Regions from separate parts of the Macaca mulatta genome. Here region 1 is linked to region 2. A link is a contact called in public Hi-C data. All regions are on one chromosome and are shown on one strand. The core of a region is the stretch at or near the end of the contact, and the rest is flanking DNA. Distances in the headings are between cores, read along the strand shown. Region 1 overlaps ARHGAP35 (Rho GTPase activating protein 35). Region 2 holds the start of ARHGAP35 (Rho GTPase activating protein 35).

Region 1 (6,965 bases), core at 706-3,205, 140 kb after region 2:
GCCCTGATGCTGGTGGAGGAGGCAGTTCAGCAGTCTCGGAAAGAGGTGCTGGGGCCAACCCATGCCTGAACCTCAGAACTCGAGTTAGCACTCCCACAGGTCTCACCCCTCCAATCCGTGTCAGTCCTGAGGCCGTCCCTGGCTCCTTAAGGTTTCTCTAGCCTCTCCCGAGCCCCGAGTTGTCCTGATGCTTCTGCCTGGCTTGGAATGGTTTGGCCTCACTCTCCTGACTTCCTTTCAGACCATAACCTGGACCTGGCAGAGAAAGACTTTACAGTGAATACCGTGGCCGGTGCCATGAAGAGCTTTTTCTCAGAACTGCCTGACCCCCTGGTCCCGTACAACATGCAGATCGACTTGGTGGAGGCACACAGTGAGTACCGGCAGCCCAGTGTTGGGTGGATTGAGGGAGAAAGGGCTCAGCACTGGAAGAATAGGTCCTGCCCTCAGAATGGACGCTGGCTCTTAGAGCTGATATTGGAAGGACAGCAGGCAAGGGAATTAACCAGATGACAACAATGGGACTTGCAAATCGGGCTCTTGCCCTTGTAGACCTTAGGTGCTTATCTGGGGGTGGCACCAAGAGAGTTGCAGGTTTCCCTCGTACTCTCATTAGTTAAGAGCATGATTTCGGTGTCAGACTTGGCTCCTTTGCTTGCGGCCAACTTAACCTTCTCTGCCCCTTAGTGTCCTGCTGTTGTTACCATCCCTACTCCTGCAGATGAAATTTGGTTCGGAGAGGCCTAGAAGTGAGGCTGTGAACAGCCTATTTAATAGTAGTTCTTATTTTCCTCTCCCCTCTTCTTACCTGTCTTCTCCCACCTCTCATGTAATGAAGTTAACATGTGTCTAGGGTCCTACAGCCTCTTAGGAAGCCGGCCTCTGGAGGGAAAGAGACAACTCCAGTGGCCAAGTGATCATTTGATGCTGTAGCAAATGAGCGCCTCTGGTTTTAGTGGTATCCTGTGTGCCGTGCCACCTTGCCTCATCAGCTGTTCCTGCCCCAGCCTGCCTCTCTCTAGAGGTGTTTGTCCAGATGGGCAAGACTTCTCACTGGCCAGCCTCTCCCTGGACTTGGTGTAGTACCACAGAGGATGCCTGGCCTCTCAGAGCGTCCCGCCATGTGGCCCTCACTACCTTTTAAGTCATCAGCAGCCTTCCTGCTTTGTGCCTCTGGCAGGCCAAGACCCAGCAGCAGCCCTTGCCGTGCAGCTGCAGAAGGGAGTGTCTCTGCCAGCTGCCCAGAGATGACAGCCACCCCGTGATCCAGCGACCAGAGGGTGGGGAAGAGGAAAGGAGATGTGTTCCTCAGGGGCAGGACATTGGTCTCATCATGCCACTGCCCAACTCTAAAGAGGGAGCTTTAAACAAGCCTCATATACTCACAAGGCTGATGTGTAGGCAGAAATTTGAGGGAGGTGATGGATCAGCGTGACCCCGAGTCCTGGGTCACTGACTCTAAGTAGCATCTAAGGGAGACAGGTGTGGAGGAAGCCCACCCCTGAACTGTCAGAGCCTCAGTAGTGACAGGGGCTGCGGGACCTCCAAGGTCACCCTTCCAGGGTCTGCACTTCCTGTGGTGTCTGTTTTCACAGTCTGGATGCCACTTTCACCTTATTCTGTCCACACTCTCTTAGCTGACTGGAATTGTTCCTAGCGCCTGACCTAGCTAAGCCCACAGGGATGGGGCAGGAGAGCATGGTACTCCTGGGACGGTCATAGAGTAGCCTGCCTTCTGAAGACGGGAGTCAGGGTTTCTCCAGAGCAGTTATTGCCGGCTTCTCCCCTGATCCTGCTGTCGGAAGATAGAGGCTTTCCCAGCAGTCACTTCTCCAGGAGGCTCCAGGCAGGCACAGATGTGAAGTCGCATGGGAAATCTCTATTCTGGAGCCAGCTTTCTTTCCACGGAAGCTTGTCTCACAGTGGAAGTTAGGAAAGGCTGGAAGCCGGGAATTCCTGTCTGCATTTGTCTTGACTTGGCGCCATCTAGAGGTGCGTGGAATCCTGCCACCCGGCAGAACCCCATTGTTTCTGCGGGAGCTGCTGACACAGCATCTTTTTGTGTAGGGTTGGGGGGCCGGCAGGAACGGGAGGTGCTATTGATAGGGAATCAGCTGCCCTTCCCACAGCAGCTTCCACTGCTCAGGAGGTGGCTTCTTGCGGCCGCTACTGCAGCAGCCTGGGAAAGGGTGGAGGTTTCCCACTTCCTCTTCCCATTGTGTGTTTCCTGTCCCTCATGGTACTCAGCGGGGGCTCCGTTGTCTTGAACCTGACTGAAGGGGGTGGGAGAGGAGAAGATCTTGCTGACAATGGCACCTCTCTGGGCCAGAGAAGTTGACTGGAAAGCTAGGCTGTGGATGTTGCAGGGCCAGGTTCAACTGAGCCACATATACCAGGCAGTGTAAAAGTTAGTAGTGTTAAGGGATATTATGGAAAAAAGATGATCATGCCCCAAAGTAGCTCTTCCCAGACTGGCTGGGGTTTCCATGGCTACATCAACTTGACCAGCTCTTTCTACTTAATCCCTGAGAGCAATTGTGTCTCTATATGTTCAGGCCTTGGAACCAGTTTCAAATCCCATCACAACAAGTATCAAGGTCACTAGCAAATGGTTTTGTTAGCTCCAGAATTTCACAATATTGAACACTGCTGAAAATGTACCCGCAAAATAGAGACGTTTGTGATTATTTGCCAGTTATTTTCCTACCACACTCAAGGTGATGCGTGGGAGATTCAGAAATGAACAGCAGCAGCAACCGCACCGCCCATGGCCTGGGTGCCTGCCTAGGCTTGGCCCTGCTCTCCACGAGGCATTTGATTCCCACTGCTGATCTTCCTTTGAGGAAGATGGTATTACAATACATCTCCATTTTGCAGAGGAGGAAACAGCTTCTCAGAGGTGATACAGCCTGCCCAGGGTCACACCGCTAGGGAGCAACAAGCTGGGGCTTGAGTCCCTGCCTCCATGGGTGCAAGTGAAGTTCTCTGAAGACAGAGCAAAGCTGAGCTTGAAGTGCACAAACCCCAGCGGGGAAGGCTCGAGGAAGAGGGCTTCACAGGGGAGACGGGCCAGGGTTTCAGGAGGCAGAGGAAGAGGCTTGCGCTGCCTGTCTTGTCTCCTCCCTGTAGCCCACCCCCGCCTTCAGGAGTCACTCTTGCCTGGTGTCTCCCCTGTCTCTGGTGACTCCCTCCTCCCTGCCTATCTTGAGTCGACTCCATCCAGCCGGTGTCCACAGGCCCTGCCCTATGACTTTTGTGCTGGAAGGGGTGCTAGAGCTGGCTCCATCTCAAGCCAGACGGTCTGGACCAAAGGACCTGTGGCTCCAGGGTCCCCATTAACTCCCTGTAATAGCTCGTAAAATTCAGTCTTTTTAATTTAAGGAGAGACCAGTCGTTTTCGTCAGATTGTCGAAGGGGATGTGTGACCCGAACATGGTTCAGGATGCCGGCTCATTGTCTCGGCCTTTCCTTTTGACAGATGAGACCGTTGGAGCTAGAGATAACAGTGTAGCCTAGGTTACCAGGAGGCGGCCCTGCTGCTCTCTGGGCTCTTGTTCACCAGCTGCCTTGGGACGTTGCTGGTTCTGGGATCCTGCCTTCCTTTGATCTGTCCAGATAGCTGCCCGAGGGCACGGGGGTGCTCCTCACACCCACGCACGGGGTCATTAATTTCACAGATAGCCAGGCCCTGTGTGGACAGAGACAGATGGCAGTGGGCACACACATATGCGGCCCCCAGCTCAGTCTGGTGGGACAGGACATTCAACAGGTGATTGCAAAGCCATGTCTCCAGGGGAAGGACAGCCTGGATTCCCCATCCTGGGCCCTGTAGAGTGAAGTCTTGACCTTGGAGTTGTTTACCACCTGGGACGGGGAGAGCGGACGCCGGACGAGCCTGCGTGATCACTGAAGGACTGTGACCCTGAGCTGGGCTTTCCCTTTCCTGGCGATGCAGGCGTGCAGATGGTCAGCGGCGGCCAGCAGGGACTTTCCTCCAGGCACTGAGCTGGCAGCAGCAGACCCAAGCCTAGAGCTTGGTTGGCAGCCTGGGTGCCAGTGATGGCAGTGGCGCAGCACAGCCAGGGCAGGAGTGTTCTTTGGGAACAAGGTCTCTGCTGCCAATTTGTTTGACCTTGGACCAGTATTCTGGCTTTGTGAGTCCTGGTGTGTCTGTGCTGTAAGAGGTATGGGAAGCTATTCAGTAAGGTCCCTGTGCCCTCTGGCTGTCCCCTCCCCTTCCTCCTGAGTTCTTGGGGTCTCTATTTTATTAAATTGCTGGGTCTGTGTCCAGGCTGTCTTGGTTCAACTGGCCCAAAAATTCGTCCCCTGGATGTTTCTTGCTGTCTCAGGCGACTAGCCCCTAAGTTCAAAAGTATGATGTCCCATCAAGAGGTGCAGCTCCCAGCCCACACCCCCTGAGCAAGAGCAGAGCCACTTGGAGCCGAGCCAAGCGAAGGGGTGAGCGTGGTGTAGAGGCTGGGGTCTCCTCCATAGGCCACCATCTCTCCCGGCCCACACCCCTGGACTCCTGTCTACCACTGACCAACACTGGAGCAGGATGGGTTCTTCTTGTTGTTGTTAGAAAAAACTAAGTGTCTTGACTCCCAAAGGGTAGGCTAGGGAGTAAAGGATGTGAGGATCCGGCCCTCCACAGTCTGGGTCCTGAGGGGACTCTGAAGGGGTTGGAGGTCATACCAAAAGTCTGGACGAGTGGAGCTGAGAGTCCACAAATCAGCACTCGCCAGGTGTGGGGAGAAGCCACCCTGGGCACCTGTACCATGGCGGGTCTGGGTTGCAGCAGCTCACCCAGGGCTGGGTGCCCTGACGGCCCTGTCCCAGCAGGGACCCCAGGGAGCCTATTGCCCCTGCTGTTTCTTTGGCCAGTGTAGACACCTGGCCGGGCAGGCCGGCCCACCTGTTGAAGCTGCGGGTCCCTGTAGAGCAAGGTTCCACTGAAGATGGTGAGTGGCTCCCCTGAGTGTGCCGCTGCCCTGTGACCAGGTCCACACAGACTGTGGCCCCAGCCTGCAGCAGCACCATGGGGCAGAAGGTGTCCGGGGTGCACGGGCTGGCCTGGCTCTTGGCCACCAGCTTGTTCCCAGGCCTCTGGCTTGGAGCTGCCAGAGTCTGTGCTTGACCACACCCAGGCCCAGGTTGGATCCGGACAGCGCAGTCAGCACCGTGCTCAGCAAGTAGCAGCCAGCCAGAGGCGCCTGAACTCACCAGGGATGAGGATGGTGGTCACGAGGGGAGACTGGGGCCGGGCCAGGAAGGCCTCGAGGAGCCAGCCCAAAGCTTCTGGACTAGAGAGGGACCTCTGGGTCCTTTCCCCTCTTTCCACTAGACCGTAAGCGACAGGGAATTTGGTTTTTGTTCCCTACTGCATCCCCAGCGTATAAAATAGTACCCAGGCAGGAGCAGGCCCCCGTAAACACCTGCTTCTCCCACACACTGAGGATAAACAAATGACCCAAGCAAGAGGGGCCTCCCAAATCCGAGAATGAAATAATTCGCATTGTCTGGCGAGGCAAGAATGGGGTGCTGTCACCGACAGCCTCACCCATCCCCATGTACTCAGCCTAGTCCCTCTCACGCTCACCTGCCTCTGGGTCAGAGTCGCCGCCTCCCTCACTGAGGACTGTTGAGGGACCTGTGCCTGGTTCCGACCAAGGCAGCTGAAAATGCCACACAGGGCACAGACACTGCTGGTGCCCCCCCAGTCCTGGGTCAGGGGAGAGTGGGTATAGGAAAAACGTATGAAGCCGGGTGCGGTGGCTCATACCTGTAATCCCAGCACTTTGGGAGGCCAAGGCGGGCGGATCTGGAGGTCAGGAGTTCGAGACCAGCCTGACCAACATGGTGAAACCTCATTTCTACTAAAAATACAAAAATTAGCCGGGCGTGGTGGCTCAAGCCTGTAATCCCAGCACTTTGGGAGGCTGAGACGGGCGGATCACAAGGTCAGGAGATCGAGACCATCCTGGCTAACACGGTGAAACCCCGTCTCTACTAAAAAATACAAAAAAAAAAAACTAGCCGGGCGAGGTGGCGGGCGCCTGTGGTCCCAGCTACTCCGGAGGCTGAGGCAGGAGAATGGCGTAAACCCGGGAGGCGGAGCTTGCAGTGAGCTGAGATCCGGCCACTGCACTCCAGCCTGGGCGACAGAGCCAGACTCAGTCTCAAAAAAAATAAATAAATAAATAAAAATAAAAATACAAAAATTAGCTGGACCTGTAATCCCAGCTACTCAGGAGGCTGAGGCAAGAGAATTGCTTAAACCTGGGAGGGGTTCTCTACTAAAAATACAAAAATTAACCATGCCTGTAATTCCAGCTACTCGGGAGGCTGAGGCAGGAGAATCGCTTGAACCTGGGAGGTGGAGGTTGCAGTGAGCCGAGATCGTGCCACTGCACTCCAGCTGGGCAATACAGCGAGACTTCATCTCAAAAAAAAAAAAAAAAAGTGTCCTAGCTGGTGAAGCCAGCACCCTGGAGGGCACCCCATCCCCTTTCCTGTCAGAGGATTACTGCAGTCAGAGAGGACTCTGCTGCCTGCAGGGAGGCGAGGACCCAGAGCAGATAGGCTGAGCTGGAAACAGGCCTAGGTCCTATCCACCTGCGACATCACCAGCCTTGTGACCTTCTCTTGGCCTCTGGAGTGGGTTTCTCAGCCACCATATGGGTAACACCCAGCCCCACCTTCCACTCAGGTCTGCGGTCAGGGCCACGCGAAGAGCACTGTGAAGCTGTCCTGCCAGCACTCGGGCAGCACCCAAACCTAAGCAGCTGCTGGTGCCTTTGCCATGTGAAGAGGCTGCAGCCGGAGCCTAGAGGGGTGAGGCAAGCTTTGCTTAAGGAAAGAGGTGAATGGGGCTGAGTCAAAGGATGTTGACAAGGTCAGCCTTGCTTTTAGTGTGGCCCAGACTTGAGCAGAAGGGCCTCTCGCCCTCCTTGACTTCTGCCCAG
Region 2 (6,828 bases), core at 642-3,141:
AAGTCCCTTACACACCACGGTTTATAATGACAGCCCATGCACTCGATTTGGCAGCCCCACAGTGCTTAAAGAAAAGTTGTTGCTGTTGTTTCAAGCCACTAACATCTAAAAATCAGATTGAATGCATTAAAAGTACTTTTTTTTTTTTTTTTGAGACGGAGTCTCCCTCTGTTGCCCAGGCTGGAGTCCAGTGCGATCTCGGCTCACTGCAACCTCTCCTTCCCGAGTTCAAGCCATTCTCCTGCCTCAGCCTCCCGAGTAGCTGGGATTACAGGCGCCCACCACGACGCCCACCTAATTTTTGTATTTTTAGTAGAGACAGGGTTTCATGTTGGCCAGGCTGGTCTCGACCTCCTGACCTCAAGTGATCCGCCCGCCTCGGCCTCCCAAAGTACTGGGATTACAGGCGTGAGCCACCATGTCCGGCCCTAAAAGTGCTACATTAAAAAAAAAAAAAAAAAAGGAAAATCCTTTAATATAAAAAGCTTTATTAATGGAATAAACAAGCCCATGTAATTTTATCAACGCTTACAGAGCGCTTACTATATGCAAGGCCTGATTTCCAGAGCTTTACAAAATATAATCTATTTAATTTTCACAGCAGCCCTACGAGAGAGGTATGATTATTATCCCATTTTATAGATGAAGAGACTTATGGCAGAAATGCCAAATGTAATAGGAAACAGCCTTTCTTCATGCATTCCACAAATATTGGCTTGGCGCCCGGGAAGCTCATCTTCCACGATCTGTACTTCCGGAGGAGTCCCAGAGGAACACCTCCTCAGTTCAGAGGAGTCAAGGGTTACAGCGGTGCCCTCTCCCATCACTACTCTTTTCCTTTCAGGCGCCCTAATTGACATTTGATTTGTAGTCATTTGCACAATGCTAAGTGACAGGCTTGGGCTGCACACAGTACCAGGCCGTCTTCCCTCTCCTGGGGATCAGGCGATCACAGAACCAAAAACAAGTTGCAAGGACGCGCGCGTTGGCTGCGGATTTTCTTCACAGCCAGGAGAAAGAGCACGCGCTCTCCATCCCCGCCTCTTCTTCCGGGACGACGAATTGCGGGACTCGGATTGGGCTGAGGCGGGCCACGCCTCCTCATATCCTCCAATCAACTCCCTCTCTGGTGGGCTCCCTCCTTCTCAGCCCCGCCCCACCGCCCCACGTTACGTCGCTCCTTCTGGCCTCCTCCGTTATCCCGGGGGCTGCGGCTCGCGCGGCAAACCCACCTCCCGTTGCTTCCCATTGGCTGCTCAGGTCCCGCGCGAGCGGGATCGCGCCCTTCGCCCCCCACCCCCAAAACCGGGCCATGCCTCTCTCCTTCGGCTTTCTCTAGAAGCCAGCGCGAGGTGGCAGATCGGCTGCTTGAGGCGCGCGCGGAGACGCGCGCTCCTCCTGCGGGCCACTCCCTCTGCCCTGCGCCAACAGCTGCGCCGGCTGGCAGCCCCCCGCGCACGCGCGCTCCCCCACCCCGCTCCCTCTGCTCGTTTGCAGCTCGCCTAGAGCTCAGTCACGACGGCGGCCGCCGCAGTAGCTGCATTTTTGGGGGCGCACGCGCACTGCACCGTCCGCGGCGGTTCCTAACCTCAGGCAGCGGCGGTGGCAGTGAGACCCTCGGGTGCGCACGCGCTCTGACCTCTCCCCACTGCCTCGCTGGTCGTCCCTTCGCGGCGCGCGCCCGGGGGCCGTTATCCCCCTGCAACGGTCCACGCGCCGCGCACGCGCAGTAGCGAGGGGGCGCGCGCGCGGGAGCGGCCGTCGCAGGAAGGAGGTGCAGCCGCTGCCGCCATTGCGAGTGAGGGAGGGAGGGAGGGAGGGAGGGAGTGAGCGAGGCTGGTCCGCCCTCCCCCTGGTTCCCGCCCCTCCCCCCTTCCCCTCCCCGCCCCCCGCCCCGAGGGAGAGCCGCGGCGCGGCGGCAGGAGGAGGTGGAGGAGGCGGAGGAGGGAACCCGCGAGGGAGGGTCCGCCCGGCCCCCCGCCGCCGGAGCCGCCGCCGCCGCCGCCGCCTCAGCAGCCGCTGGACTAGGAGCAGGGGAACATGGCGCCGGGGCCCCCGTCGTTGCTGCCGGGATCCTGGAGGCCGGGGCCGCGCTGAGGGCGCCCAGCTGGTGAGTGCGCGAGCTCACGGGCCCCGGGCGGCGAGGCCGGGCGCCGCCCCGCTGAGGGGTCCAGGGGGAGGCGGGGACGGCGGGGCCCGGAGCCCGCGAACAATGGAGGAGCTGGAGGGGGAGGGGAGGAGCGGCCCCCCCAGCTCCCCGGGCCCCGCCGTCCCCGTCGCTTCGCGCGTCGGCCCGGCCCGTGGGGCCTTTCTGCCCTTTGGACCTACCCCTGCCCGCCGCAGCCCTGCTGTCCTCGCTGCCGCCCCCACCCCCGATCAGTTGGGATCTCGGTGTCTGCCTCAGAGCCTCTCCGACTTCAGCCATCCGGCTCCCAATTCTGCGACCCCCTTCCCTCTTCCACCCCTCCATAATGCCCTTCGCTCCTCCCGGGCTCTGCAGTGCTCTTGGGACCCACCTTTTTCTCATTGACCATTCTGCATCCCTTAATTGTGGCTCCCACTTTTGAGATCCGTGACCCTTCTGCCTCTTCTCGATTCTGCTCTCACCACCCTTCAGATCTGTCCTCGGCCCCTTCTTTGACCTACCTGCTGTGCTATTATTCTTGTCTCAGAATATGTTGCACCCTGGGAGCTGTCCCTTTAGGACCTGCGGTTCCAACCCCTTGGAGATCCATCTGAGACCCCTGTTCAACCAGGCACTGCTGCCCCAGGTCTTCCCCTTGGACTTAATCCGGTTCCCTCGTGGGCCCTACTATCTGCATTTCTGTCTGCCCTCTCACAGAGCCTGCTGCACCCCGGGATGCCCCTCGGCTGGCCTTCTGACCCTTCCGTGCCCCAGTTCATTCCCCTGATCCCCTCGGACTTGGCTGCACCGTGCTTGCCTCTTCCCCTTCTCAGCTCTTGTTACCGTTTGCCATTCAGACCCTTTCCTCTCTTCCATACCTTTCTGCCTCTTAGCTCTGCCCCTTGCCCGACCTCAGATCTTGCTGCGCTCCCCTCACCTGCTTGCTTCTGACTCTGCCTTCCCGGGAAGCAGCCTCTTCCCGCTTCTCTGACTCTGCAGGTCTCCCATTTCTGCTGTTCACTCAACTGATCTCTCCCTAACTCAGACTGCCTTCAGTTTCAGCCCCAGTGTTCTCTTGGAGGTTTCCTGTTTCCCCCACCTCCTTTTTGGCACTTCTCTGAGCTACTGCATGCATTTGCTACTCCTTTCTTTGGCCTGTATCTCCTTCAGTTCTCTGCCTAAAAACTGCTTCCTGTCCCCTTTGCTCCAACTCCTCTCCTCCCCGTTTTAGCCCTTAGACATGCCCTTTAACGTCACTATACCTCTGATACCTCCCGGGCTGGTCACCCATCCCCTTCCCGTTGTGCATCTCACAGACCTGCCCCTAGATCCATTTTGTACCTGCACTTTCTCCTCGTTTTTTTCAATTCTGCCCCATCCTCTATTTAGTGTTTCCCTCCCCAGCTCGGCTGTTTCGGAGCTGTCCACTTGCCCGCATGTTTTTAGACCGGTTTTTAACTTCTGTATTGCCGTCCGCGCTTGGAGCGGTCCTTTAACACTGGGGTTCTTGTCACTGTGTCCCCTCTCTGTTCCCTCCCGAGTCTTAAGTTTTCCACATGACATTCTCTTCCCCCCACCATTTTGATTCAGCCTTCACCCTTCACTCTGCTTTATTTGCCCACCGTCCACTGCCCTGCCTCTTGTCTTCTTTTGGAGTTCTCACTCCCTCCAATTGTGACATTAAGATGTCTTCTTAATCATTCTTTCCTATGTATCCCCCCCACCTTCCTCTTGGAGCTGCCTCAGTGCTGTGATAGATTCTCACTCCCCTTACTCACCTTTGATATCCCTCTCCCAATTCTGTTCGTCTTGGACTTGTTTCCTTCCTCACCTTTTTTTTTTTTTCCCTTTCCCCTTGTATCTTGTCAGGCTCCTCTTCCCATTTAGTTCCTATCAGACCTGCTCATCGCAGCTCACCACCCGTGGCCCACCCATTCCCCATTGAGCACTTCCCCTTTCAGGCATGTCTTTCTCTGTTTTCCATCCCTCTGCTGCAGAGGCAAAGGGGCTGGATTGGGCCTTAGGCTCTCAGGCTCTGAGACTGCAGATTCTCTCTCTGCACCCTAACCCTGAGGGTTCTATCCCCAGGGATCCTGAGAGATCTGGGTAAATAGGTGGGAGTTGGTTGATTGTTACTGCTCTGTGGAGTCTGGGAGTGTCTCCCCCATTTCTCCCACTTCCACTAGGTTAGTAGTGTGGAGGGAGGTAGATCTCTTTCCGTTGCCCCATTTTCTTTTCTCTGCTGTTTGCTCTCCCCCTTCCGATTTCTGGGCTCTGCAGCTTTGTGTCCTTTGGAAAAGGGGATTGCAGCTGCTCACAGATCTTTATTCTCTTTCTCACTTTCCCTCTTTCCTTCTCTGAGCGGTTGCATACAGTACCCTGTCTCCTATTCCACCTCTAAGCCAGCACCCCTAGGAGTGTGCTTTTTTTTCCCCCAGCTGACAAGTCATTTTGTTTTACCTCTAGCTGGGGAAATGCCAGTTCTCAGATTCTCCCGATCCCACTGGGGGTTATGGCCACACTTGGACCTAGGGAAGCTACAGTCTTGCCTTCCCTAATGGCCTCTGGTTTGCAGTGTGACCTTGGGGGAGGGGATGGGGAAGGTGGGCTTATTATTTCTTTTTCACCTCTGCTCCAGGGAAGGCTCCAGCTTCCTGGTCTTCAAAATGGTGAGGGCTTGGGTTTGGAAAGCACTTTGCGGTTGTTTGTTGAAAGAGAGAGTGCCAAGTGTCACTCAGATTTCTGCCCTCTGGTATTGCAGGCTCTCCCTGCCACAGGAGCTGAGTGCCTCTGGGCAGATCCATGCTAGATTCTGGGGCTCATTGGTGTACAAGGGGTGTGTGGGTGGGCGCTGACATTCCTTAAGCTTTTTGAGTGACCTGATTTGGTAGAGTTAGAAAAGGGTGCCAGGAACTGGTGGATGTGATTGGATTTTTAGTCTTATTATCTGAGAAATGCGTCTTAGCTACCATTCCTGAGCGATTTTCTTTAATGACTATATGGTTGGGCGGCGGGGCGGATTTAGGAAGTTCATTCAGGGGTAAAGGTGGTTTTTACAGAAAATCTATCCAACCATTTTCCTTCCTTAACTTGGGAAAGGGGATCTTTTGCATGTTCTAGGTTTATTTATTTTATTTCTTAAGTAAATCAAAAGCCTGATTTTTTTTTCCCTGCTGTGGCCTAGGGCAATTGTATATTAAAGTAGCCATCCAACTGTGAAGGAGCATTTACTGGAAGGACTTTCTTAACTGAGCTATGATCAAACTTTGTTTATTTTAGTACTTATTTAGAAATAATTCTGTGTGGACATATTTGAAATAAAAAACATTCACTGTCATCTACAGAGTTGGACCATTCATTCATCAAATATTAGGGCATTTGTATATGAGACAGTGAAGAGGGCTGATAGTAGATCTGTATGGCTCCTTGAACTTTTTAAAATTTTCTGACAGAATCTGGTAATTTTAATGATCTATGTATGGCATGGGTTTTCACCATTATTGACTTAAAGATTTTTTGATTCATTTCTGTTGGTGAATTTTTAGCCTTGTATATCATGATTAATTTCCTGAATTTATGTTAGAGTTTGTGTTACCCATGTTAGTATCAATGGTTGTTTTGTTTTTTATTCTTAATATAGAAGTGACAGATAATTAAGAATAAAAACAACTGTGTATGCAGTACTGCTTAAATGTGTGTCCCAGAGTTTTAATATCATTGGCAGCATAAAAAGGTCCTGCATGCCAAAAGCCTAAGTTTACATAATAGGGAGAGAGGAAACACAGAATAAAGAGCTGATTTTTCCACCTACACGGCTAACCGATGTTCTTAAAGACTGTCAGATTTCTCTGAGGCCAGCAGAGGCCCCAACTCCAGCATTGACATTTGCTTTCATGATGGAATTGGGTGCTACAGAAATGTGAGGTGGTAGCCTTGGCCTTCTGGCACAGTTAATATGCCATTTGGAGTCGGGGGGCTGGAGCAGGAGATGGCGGTAGGCAACTGCTTTCGACGTAGTAACATGTTTTCAAGGGCTCTTGCCCTGCCTAGGAAATCTTTGTAAAGACTTTTAAAAACTAATCTGATCAAAGTTCCTCGTTTAAGTCATCATCTTGTTTTCAACTAACCTTTTTTTGGCCATCCCCCCCGCCTTTTACCTGCCCCCCATTTTCCTTGGCATGGTGAAGGTTGACGCATTTAGGACGGTGACAAATCAGAAAATACTCATTCTTCTTGATCCAGAAGAGAAGAAGTTGAAAGAAGTTGTCGGTGTGCAGATTCATGGGCAGATCCATGGACCTTGATGGTGACTTTTGGCAAAGGACACAGCCTGGGAGGGGTGGGGGCTGCACAGGTGACAGTGAACCATAGCCTGATAAATGTTTGGTGAGTCTGCATGTGAGGAGGTGAGGCATCAGGTCAATATAGTTGGAGATTGAAAAGGTTGGAGTGGCTGTTGGTCTCCGTCTAGTCTGGTCTGCTTCCCATCTTTGGTCCACTGTGGTCTCCTGAGAGGTGTTAGGCTGCTTGCAGGGTCTTCCTGTGATCTGCTATAACTATTGTCAGTCACCACCTGGCAGTCTAAACAATGTCTTAATTTACACAGTCATCGTGACTTTTTTTTTTTTTTTTTTTGAGACGGAGTTTCACTCTTGTTGCCCAGGCTGGAGTGCAGTGGCGCAATCTCAGCTCCCCACAACCTC

Evidence for each region. A called contact is a pair of places that touch in the nucleus more often than the background predicts.
Region 1: a Hi-C map of fetal cortex germinal zone shows a contact between it and region 2, with 2.7 times the contacts expected there. The contact joins the enhancer-like site here to the promoter of ARHGAP35 in region 2. A contact is called at or near these places in 7 of 14 Hi-C or Micro-C datasets (CD4 T cells, blood, cortical neurons and 4 more).

What each region holds. Positions count from the first base shown.
Region 1 is chr19:59,466,911-59,473,875 of T2T-MMU8v2.0, forward strand. It overlaps ARHGAP35 (Rho GTPase activating protein 35), which reads left to right. Exons shown (of 7, transcript XM_028839122.2): 5 at 242-373. Among named protein-coding and RNA genes, the nearest start is that of NPAS1, 19 kb to the right of the region's middle. Within about 2 kb of position 1,956, at least 8 of the 40 cell types and tissues checked have an H3K27ac peak or open chromatin away from gene starts, as enhancers often do.
Region 2 is chr19:59,329,577-59,336,404 of T2T-MMU8v2.0, forward strand. ARHGAP35 (Rho GTPase activating protein 35) reads left to right here and starts at 1,892. Exons shown (of 7, transcript XM_028839122.2): 1 at 1,892-2,110. It also overlaps a transcript of AP2S1 not described here.